3 separate regions of the Zea mays genome follow, and all the other regions are linked to region 2. Evidence: chromatin contacts called from public Hi-C data. All regions are on one chromosome and are shown on one strand. The core of a region is the stretch at or near the end of the contact, and the rest is flanking DNA. Distances in the headings are between cores, read along the strand shown. Region 1 holds the start of ra1 (ramosa1). Region 2 holds the start of LOC100275657. Region 3 holds the start of LOC100279841 (putative protein kinase superfamily protein).

Evidence for each region. Hi-C and Micro-C count contacts between places; a contact is called where the count stands out from the background.
Region 1: a contact with region 2 is called in a Hi-C map of ear, with 2.2 times the contacts expected there. The contact joins the promoter of ra1 here to the promoter of LOC100275657 in region 2. A contact is called at or near these places in 3 of 25 Hi-C or Micro-C datasets (ear, endosperm and tassel).
Region 3: a contact with region 2 is called in a Hi-C map of seedling, with 4 times the contacts expected there. The contact joins the promoter of LOC100279841 here to the promoter of LOC100275657 in region 2. A contact is called at or near these places in 9 of 25 Hi-C or Micro-C datasets (bundle sheath, ear, endosperm and 3 more).

What each region holds. Positions count from the first base shown.
Region 1 is chr7:114,957,193-114,959,892 of Zm-B73-REFERENCE-NAM-5.0, forward strand. It overlaps ra1 (ramosa1), which reads left to right and starts at 1,451. Exons shown (of 1, transcript NM_001149977.2): 1 at 1,451-2,166. The coding sequence starts at 1,574. The coding sequence ends at 2,101.
Region 2 is chr7:114,614,347-114,617,068 of Zm-B73-REFERENCE-NAM-5.0, forward strand. It overlaps LOC100275657, which reads left to right and starts at 1,359. Exons shown (of 3, transcript NM_001149692.2): 1 at 1,359-1,577; 2 at 1,691-1,775; 3 at 1,873-2,254. The coding sequence starts at 1,566. The coding sequence ends at 2,051. It overlaps LOC542626 (mismatch binding protein Mus3), which reads left to right. Exons shown (of 21, transcript XM_020541216.2): 21 at 1-576. LOC100285796 (dihydrolipoyllysine-residue acetyltransferase component of pyruvatedehydrogenase complex) reads right to left here. Exons shown (of 6, transcript NM_001158686.3): 6 at 2,533-2,722. The coding sequence ends at 2,632.
Region 3 is chr7:114,874,936-114,877,635 of Zm-B73-REFERENCE-NAM-5.0, forward strand. It overlaps LOC100279841 (putative protein kinase superfamily protein), which reads left to right and starts at 1,364. Exons shown (of 3, transcript NM_001360999.1): 1 at 1,364-2,052. The coding sequence starts at 1,596.

The DNA.
Region 1 (2,700 bases), core at 201-2,700, 340 kb after region 2:
CCGGGGCACTCGGCAAAGAGGCCGACACTCGGCAAAGCCTCGGATTCTGGTAGTGAGAGCATGATTTAAGGGAAAAATTAAAACCAGTTTCATATGTCCGAGATAAAACATTTTTTATCCCTTGCATCTGATCGGCCACATGTAGACTAAAATTGCCATCATCGAAATCGCTGATGTTGAAAAACAAATCCTAATTCCTATAAAACATCAGTTTCTCTAGTTTCCACAATCCTCCTTTTCTAAAAAAATTCATTATATTTCTTCTAATCTATCCCATCTTTATCTTTATAGTTTCATTGTCGGGCGTCAAATCCGAAACAGGTAGATCTATTTTTTCATCACATTTGGCCTAACAACCAGATACGCTTATCTCTTGTATGTGTAACCAAGCAACAACCACGAGCACTTCATCTCCAACTTTCCATCTATTTTCTTGTCTACGCCCTCTCTTACCCAGATTCTTCTACATCGCCATAGAGGATGTAGAGGACCTCGAGCAGGCCATCTAGCTGGCCTCCGACTCGCCAGTCGTCGCGGCGGCGGCGTAGATATATTTTTCTCCCCCACGTCTCCTCTAACAACCAGATAAGTCTTGTATATTGTATGTCGTGACTCTCCACCGCCATACAATACGTGGCTGAACAGCCAAGGGAGAGAAAGAGGAGGCACCTATGACGTTCTCCTCCTTTATTTTGCGGTCCTTTATTAATCCCAACTTTTCTATTTCTTTTCTTGTTTTCCCCTTTCCCACCTAGATTCATCCTTGCAGTGTAGATCTATTTTTCTTCCACACGTCTAGCCTAACAACTAGATAAGATAAAACTTATATCTTATACTCTCTGTTCCAAATTAAAATTTGTTTTAGTGAATTATTGGATTCAAACAATTCTTGATATTTTGTATATGTGTCTAGATTTATCATCATTTATTTGAATATATAGATAAAAAACAATAGTTAAAACGAATATTATTTTAAGACGGAGCGAGTATATCATCATACGATACGTGGCTGATCTCACAATCTCAACGTGGTCAAAGTTGTGTGTGCCGGGCCATCTGCGCGTCGTGTGACACCGGTGCATGCGCAGCCTTTTGTTTTGCCGCCCCGCCCGCTCCATGCATGGCATGGGTGCAGGTTCTGTAGCTATGCCCGGAAGCACCTAGCTAGCTCGCAGCCTACATCTGCAAACTCACAAAGTTTGGGTATCGGAGGCATCAGCAGGTCGGGTTCAATGGAACGACGGATCACGTCTGTGTGTCGCTTTCGCAGCAGCGGGGAGAGCGCGGGGCCCGGCCCAGGACGCATGGACCGATGGACGCATGCAGACCATTTTTGTTTTTGTTTTTGTTTTTGTTTTTTTCCTGTCTAAAATGTAGGTGTGCTCTATCTTGCCTCTTCATGCGATAATGTGTGTGTATATATATACATGCCCTTCACTCTTCTTATAGCTCGCTAGCCCAGCTTTAGTTTATAGCACTCTCTCACTCAGTAGTCAGCTCCCTCCATTTGTCCATTCTCCAAAGGTAGTTAGCTAGGTTAGGCACACGCGCGCCACTCGACTAGCTAGCAGCTATGGAGGGAGAAGATGACGGCGCCCAAATGAAACTGCAGCAACAACAACAGTCGCCTTGCAGTGACAACTTGAGCTTGTCCGCCGCCTCCTCATGGCTGCCGCCACAGGTAAGGTCGTCGTCGTCGTCGTCGTCGTACACCTGCGGGTATTGCAAGAAGGAGTTCAGATCAGCACAAGGGCTGGGAGGCCACATGAACATCCACAGGCTGGACAGGGCCAGACTGATCCACCAACAGTACACTTCACACCGTATTGCTGCTCCCCATCCAAACCCTAATCCTAGTTGCACATCAGTTCTTGACCTTGAGCTCAGCTTGTCGTCGCTGCTAGCGCATGGTGCTGCCAGCAGCGACGGAGGCTTGTCTGTTCCAGTGGCAAAGCTGGCGGGCAACCGTTTCTCCTCCGCATCGCTCCCCACGACCAAGGACGTCGAGGGGAAGAACTTAGAGTTGAGGATAGGAGCGTGCAGTCATGGCGATGGCGCGGAAGAGCGTCTGGATCTTCAGCTTAGACTGGGCTACTACTGAGCCAGACAGAGGAACGAACTGCTACAATGGGTACGTGCAGTGCATGATGATGGAATGACTGGCTTTGTATAATAATAATGATGATCCGATTATTGTTATTTCTGTATGCTAAATATATGTCTCTTATGTTAGATTTAATATATATGACATATTTTATCTAACTAAATTAAATAAATTATATATAGGCGTCAACGTATTAAATACGTCTAGGGCATCGTAGTCTTTCCGAGGTGTCTTAACGTAGGAGGCTTTGGGGCCATCGGACCCTCCGGGCTCCGGAGCTTTCAACGCCTCAACGGCGTCGAGATCGACCCTCTCACTACTGAAGACGGCAGACAAAACAAAATATACTCGGCAAAATATTTGTAGAGTGCCACACTGAGCAAGAGTACTCAATGAATCAAATGTCGGCACATAGACAAGCTGACCGAAGTTAAATGACCGACAAAGATTTTTCGGTTTCTATTCTGTGAAGTCCTAGGCTGGCATGTTGTCATATATTGAAGCTAGGAGCAAAGTTTAGCACTGCACGCAGACATGGTTGTCAATGTTGTGGGTGCACCTTGTAGTATTTAATACTCCCTCAAGGTGCAAATTAT
Region 2 (2,722 bases), core at 109-2,608:
CTAGGTTTAGTGTGGAAGCAGAAAAAGGCTCAGTCCCATCGGATGTGTCAGGATTCATTGATGGGACGTGGATTGAGAATTCTGCGTCTACAGCTTTACTATCCCTTCCAACAATTTTGTGCCCTCACTAATTCTCCTACCAGGCCAGGAGCCCCAAGGTATTGGTCTGTCCTGGTTTGTTCGAGCTCGGTAGGGTGTTGGATCAGTGCTGACCTGAGACGTGGAGAAACATCCCGGACTGTAACTTTCCTGAAGGGTTAATTATGATTACTATATGTAAATCAGAACTACTCTCTCGAAGTTGCAAGGCAACTTAGGATTAATTTTAGTGCCTTTTTGTATTCTGAAAAGTTCGAGCTTGTATTTAGTCGAGATTTGAGCTGTAATCCAAAACAAAATAGGCCCCACTCCAACGTTTTATAGCCTTATCGTAGAACGATACAGGACACGTGGACATGAATCTTACTACGGTTATTCCCATCTGGGTTAGTTTGTGAACTTAAATCCTTTGGGATCTCCTGGGGTGAGGAATTTTAGGAGATACTATTTAAATAAGATATTTAATTATTTATGATAGGTTTTTTCTCTTTACCTCTCCTTGTTAGATCTGAGCATAGACCTTCTGATCCAACGAACTTGCTCGAAAAAAAACTGATTAATGCAAATCTGATTAATGCGATGTATGGGTATATGCTAGTGTTTGACCAGTAACCATCCATGGGTTAGGTACAGTTCATCCCAAACCTAATCTAAGCTAAAAAAATCCGACCCAATCTAGAAAAAATCTAACCCGACGTGTTCAATAGAGGCATGGGCTAATCTAACATAACTCGATACTATGCATGAGTTGGACATGAGCCGGATCAAACGATCCAATATTTACACGATCCAATCTTTACTTGACCCGACGTTTGAACGATCCAACCTTTATGTGACCCGACGTTTGAACAAGTCCACACTTTGCTTTCAAACTAGCACTTTAAATCCATTCAATCTCCTTCCATCTATATGAATTAAGATTAAAATGAACATGTAAAGAGTGCTAATAACCTTCCCACGGGACCTTGCAGAATACTAGCAATACCGATTACCGTAGGAGTCGATGAATCTAAAAGTAACCAAAATGTGAAAGCATATAAGCGGGTCCACGGTCCAAAACTCCGAATCAACGAGCCGAAGAACAGCAGAGCAGTCGTAGAAAAAGGATGTGTGGAAGCGGAAAGGGCACTGCATGGAAGCCAGCCTGCGCTGCTTGTGCCCCGGAATCTGATTCCCAAAAAGCACATAGATCGAGCCCACACGGGAATGAATCACTCGAGTGAAGCGTCCATAAAAGATCAGGCTCACAAGTTACAAGTAGTCAAGTACGGCTGCAAGCAAAGCGAAGCACACCAAAGCGAGCATCAAGCAGCGCCTCGCACGCTAATCCCTTCCTTTCCTCTGCTGGCCGCCCTTAACAGCACTCGGTCCTCGCTCTCCCTGCGGCGGCCTTTTTCACACTCTGCACCTCCTCCCCTCCGGCCAGTCGAAACCGTCGCCGCCGCCGCCGGGAGGAGAAGAGCTCCATGGACTACAGGGTGAGTGCGTGCCAACATGAGGGTTTCATGTTATGTCAGTCCTAGCAAAATTGTTGTCGAGAGCTGAAACTCCGAGAGGCAGTTAAGTGACGTGTGCTCTTTACTCTCAGCAGCAGTCCTACTGCATGACCCTGAGGATGAACATCGACTGCAACGGGTGCTACCAGAGGATCAGGAGGGCGCTCCTCCAGATGCGAGGTAAACACTCTAGCCGCCCATCTGCGGTGATGCCTGAAAGGCTGAAACCTCGGTTTGTGAAGCTTCTCTGAACTGAACCTTTTTGGTTTTTTTGCAGAGCTGGAGAAACACCTGATCGACAAGAAGCACGGCCGGGTCGTAGTGTGGGGCGCCTTCAGCCCGCAGGACGTGGCCATCAAGATCAGGAAGCGGACCAACCGCCGCGTCGAGATCCTCGACCTCAGCGAGGCCTCGCCGGCAGCCCCAGAAGGCGGCCCCGACGGCCACATGTCCTGAAGGAACCACGTCACCAATACGTACTCTGGAGAACTGCTTGCTATTCTCTTCACTCTTCACCAAGGCAGGCCCGCCTCAGAGGACGTAACCATATGCCTGCCTGGCATCTTTTACCTTCTTGTAATTTAGGAATCCTGCATCATTTTGTTCTGTAACTGTGAAGGCTTGTTGAAGTAACCAGAAAAAAAATCTAGGTACCGTTCTAAAAGTCCATCTGATGCGACCAGAGAGGCTATGCTCGTTTGCTTTAACTTTACTCAAAACAGGAAAAAATGATCTGTTGAATTTCCTGTCAATTAGTATTGTCCAGTTAAGACATAAACAAGATCTATATAGGAACCAGGAAGCAGCCTCTATCATTATTAATGCCCCAAAGTGTTTACACAATTCATGGTTTCTTGAATCAGGGTCTCCCTCCAAGAATAGATAAACACACGGAGCGAAAACGATCAGTGTATAAACTGTACACAAAAATCTGTATGTGGAGATATAACATTGAAAAGTGTCTTTTTATTATCTATATTGGCATTGTCTTCCAATTGTGAATAAAAAAAAATTGAGAACTTGTATGAAGCTTCCCTTACAATGTGAGGCATTCAGGATCCTCAACAATCTTTGCAAATGTTTGCAGGAATGCTGCCAAATCAGCACCATAGATAATCCTGTGATCA
Region 3 (2,700 bases), core at 114-2,613, 260 kb after region 2:
TGCAATTTCATGGAAGTCGTCAAAACAAACTTTGGTCTCGACTTCAACGAACCACTAAGAAATTATTGCATTATATGAAGCCTCGCGTGAATGTGCATGGCTTCGAAGAATGATCAACCATATCCAATCTGCATGTGGGTTGAATATTGAGCAAACACCCACAATCATTTTTGAAGACAATGCAGCTTGTGTCGCACAAGTTCAAATGGGTTATGTGAAAAGCAATCTTACGAAGCATATAAATCCCAAATTCTTCTATGCACATGAACTACATAAGATGAATGAGATTAAAATATTGCACACTAAGTCATGTGAAAATCTCGCAGATATGTTCACAAAGTCACTTCCTGCGTCATCCTTTGAAAGATGCGTCCGAGGACTTGGAATGATGAGACTTAGAGAATTGCAGATCTCAGGGGGAGAAACTTCACACACACCTAAATAAATCTTAAACGTAAATTTTAAGTACCCAAATAATCTAGAAGATTAAATTGTTATATTGGGTAAATTGTACTTTTTTCCTTTATGTGAGTTTTCATGAAAGTTTCTCACTAAGGTTTTGATGAGGCAATTCATGCGACACAGCAAGCGTGAGCTATGTACTCTTTCTCCAATTTTTCCCACTAGGTTTTTATGGAATTTTGGGACATATGCATCTCGTGGCATTAGGCCAAAGGGGAGTGTTAAGAAACCTTTCTTGGGCCAGGAAGGCCTATGTGGCCCATATGCCTGAAACCCTAGTTATTGTCTATAAATAGAGAGGAGATCCACATATCATGTAATCTTGGATAGCAGCACCATACAGTAATAAAGAATCAGTCCATCTCTACACTATTGTCTCCTTGTATTCTACTATTATTTAGTTAAGTAGTACTTGAACTACACTCGGTAGCAAGGGGTTCTTAACACGGATAACCGCTCAGTATTCCATATCATCATGGCGTCGAGGCTTGTTGCTCTCGTCATGATGATGAATGGCCATGGTCGTCCTTCCGTGTCTCTTGGTGGGGAAACGGACGTGGATCAGCATCGACTCCGTTCTGCTCATGCGTGCGTGTGTGTGTGGGAGACGGACCTGACCAAGCCGGCAGCTGTGCCGCTTGCTTCCTCCCGGTTTCCCACGAATCCGTTCCATGCCGCTTGCTGCCTCGTGTCGTGCTGCGCCCACGGACTCCCCTCTGTTCTGTGGAACCGCCGGGCGGAACGGAACAACACGGCGTTGTTGAACGCGCAGACGCGTACTTTGCCGCGACAGAGACGGGTCTTGAACAATAGCAGCAGCACCAGCTGTCGCTTCACCCGATGCGCTCTTGGTCTTGGAGCCCCGTCCCGACCCCGCACGAAAATCCCACCCACCGCCGCCCGTCTCCCGCTCAAGCCCCGCCTGCCGAGCTAGCTAGCTTCCCTCCAGCCCCGTCCGCTCGCCTGGAAGCTGCCTGCGCTTGCGCACGTGGGCGCGCAGTGGGAGAAGAACCCACCCACCTCCCGCGTCTGCGTACGTTTTTCACCCGGCCGCCTCGGGGGCTCAGGGCTCAGGCAGGCCGATACCCTCCCCAATCCCCACCGGCACCGAGGCGCTGGCCGACGAGGCCAGCATGAAGCCGCGGGCGTTCCTGGAGCGCCTGGCCCGCCCCTTCTCCTCCTCCCGCCGCTCCTCCTCCGACCAGTCCCGCCGCGACAGGGAGGAGGAGGCGGACCTCGAGGCGATCGCGGCGCGGGAGCAGCGCGCGTTCAGGTACGAGACCCTGGCGGCGGCGACGCGGAGCTTCTCCGAGAAGAACCGGCTCGGGCAGGGCGGGTTCGGCCCCGTGTACCGGGGCCGCCTGGAGGACGGCCGCGACGTCGCCGTCAAGCGCCTGGGCGCCGGCTCGCGGCAGGGCGCCCGGGAGTTCCGCAACGAGGCCACGCTGCTGTCCCGCGTGCAGCACCGCAACGTGGTCAACCTCATCGGCTACTGCGCCCGCGGGGCGGAGGACAAGCTGCTGGTGTACGAGTACGTGCCCAACGAGAGCCTCGACAAGATCCTCTTCTCCTCCTCCTCCTCCGCCCGCTGTGAGTCCTCTTCCTTCCTTCCTTCCTTCTCCATTGTTCCCTCCCTCTCTCTCTCTCTCCCACGCACGCCGTCAATTTCCACTGGTTGCTTCGGTCCATCGATCGCTCAAGTTCGCGCGATTCCCGTTTCGTGCGATCTCACGACGGGGTTGCCACTTCGTTGGGAGGGGATTAGATTCGCAGTTTGTAGTATACCACCACAACACAGGGAGAAATGCAATTAATCCGATCCGTTTGCTGATTGAAAACAGAGGCAGCCGATGCGTGGTTGGTGGCGATATTTTTTTCCCCTAGGGGTAGCCGGGTAGGCGGGGTAGCGCATCATCAATGCGCCAGGAAAATTAAAGTCGCGCATGGTACCGTTGTTGTGTTCCCTACGGTCTCAGGCTGGCTGGTTGATTGATCATTGATCCGTTCTACAAACCACACAAACCGATGGTATGAATGGTCCTCGCATCCACTTCCACGCTTCCACTTCCCTACGACGATAGCCTGTACTCGTCCTCCGTGCATGCATGCGACGCGTCCCTCGTCTCTCCAAGGGTCAATTGGTCATAACTCATAACTAACCAGCACCCGTATCCACGAGCATTAAAATAACTAAACATGTGCAGTTGCCAGTTGGGCTGTGATCATGACATCATGTAG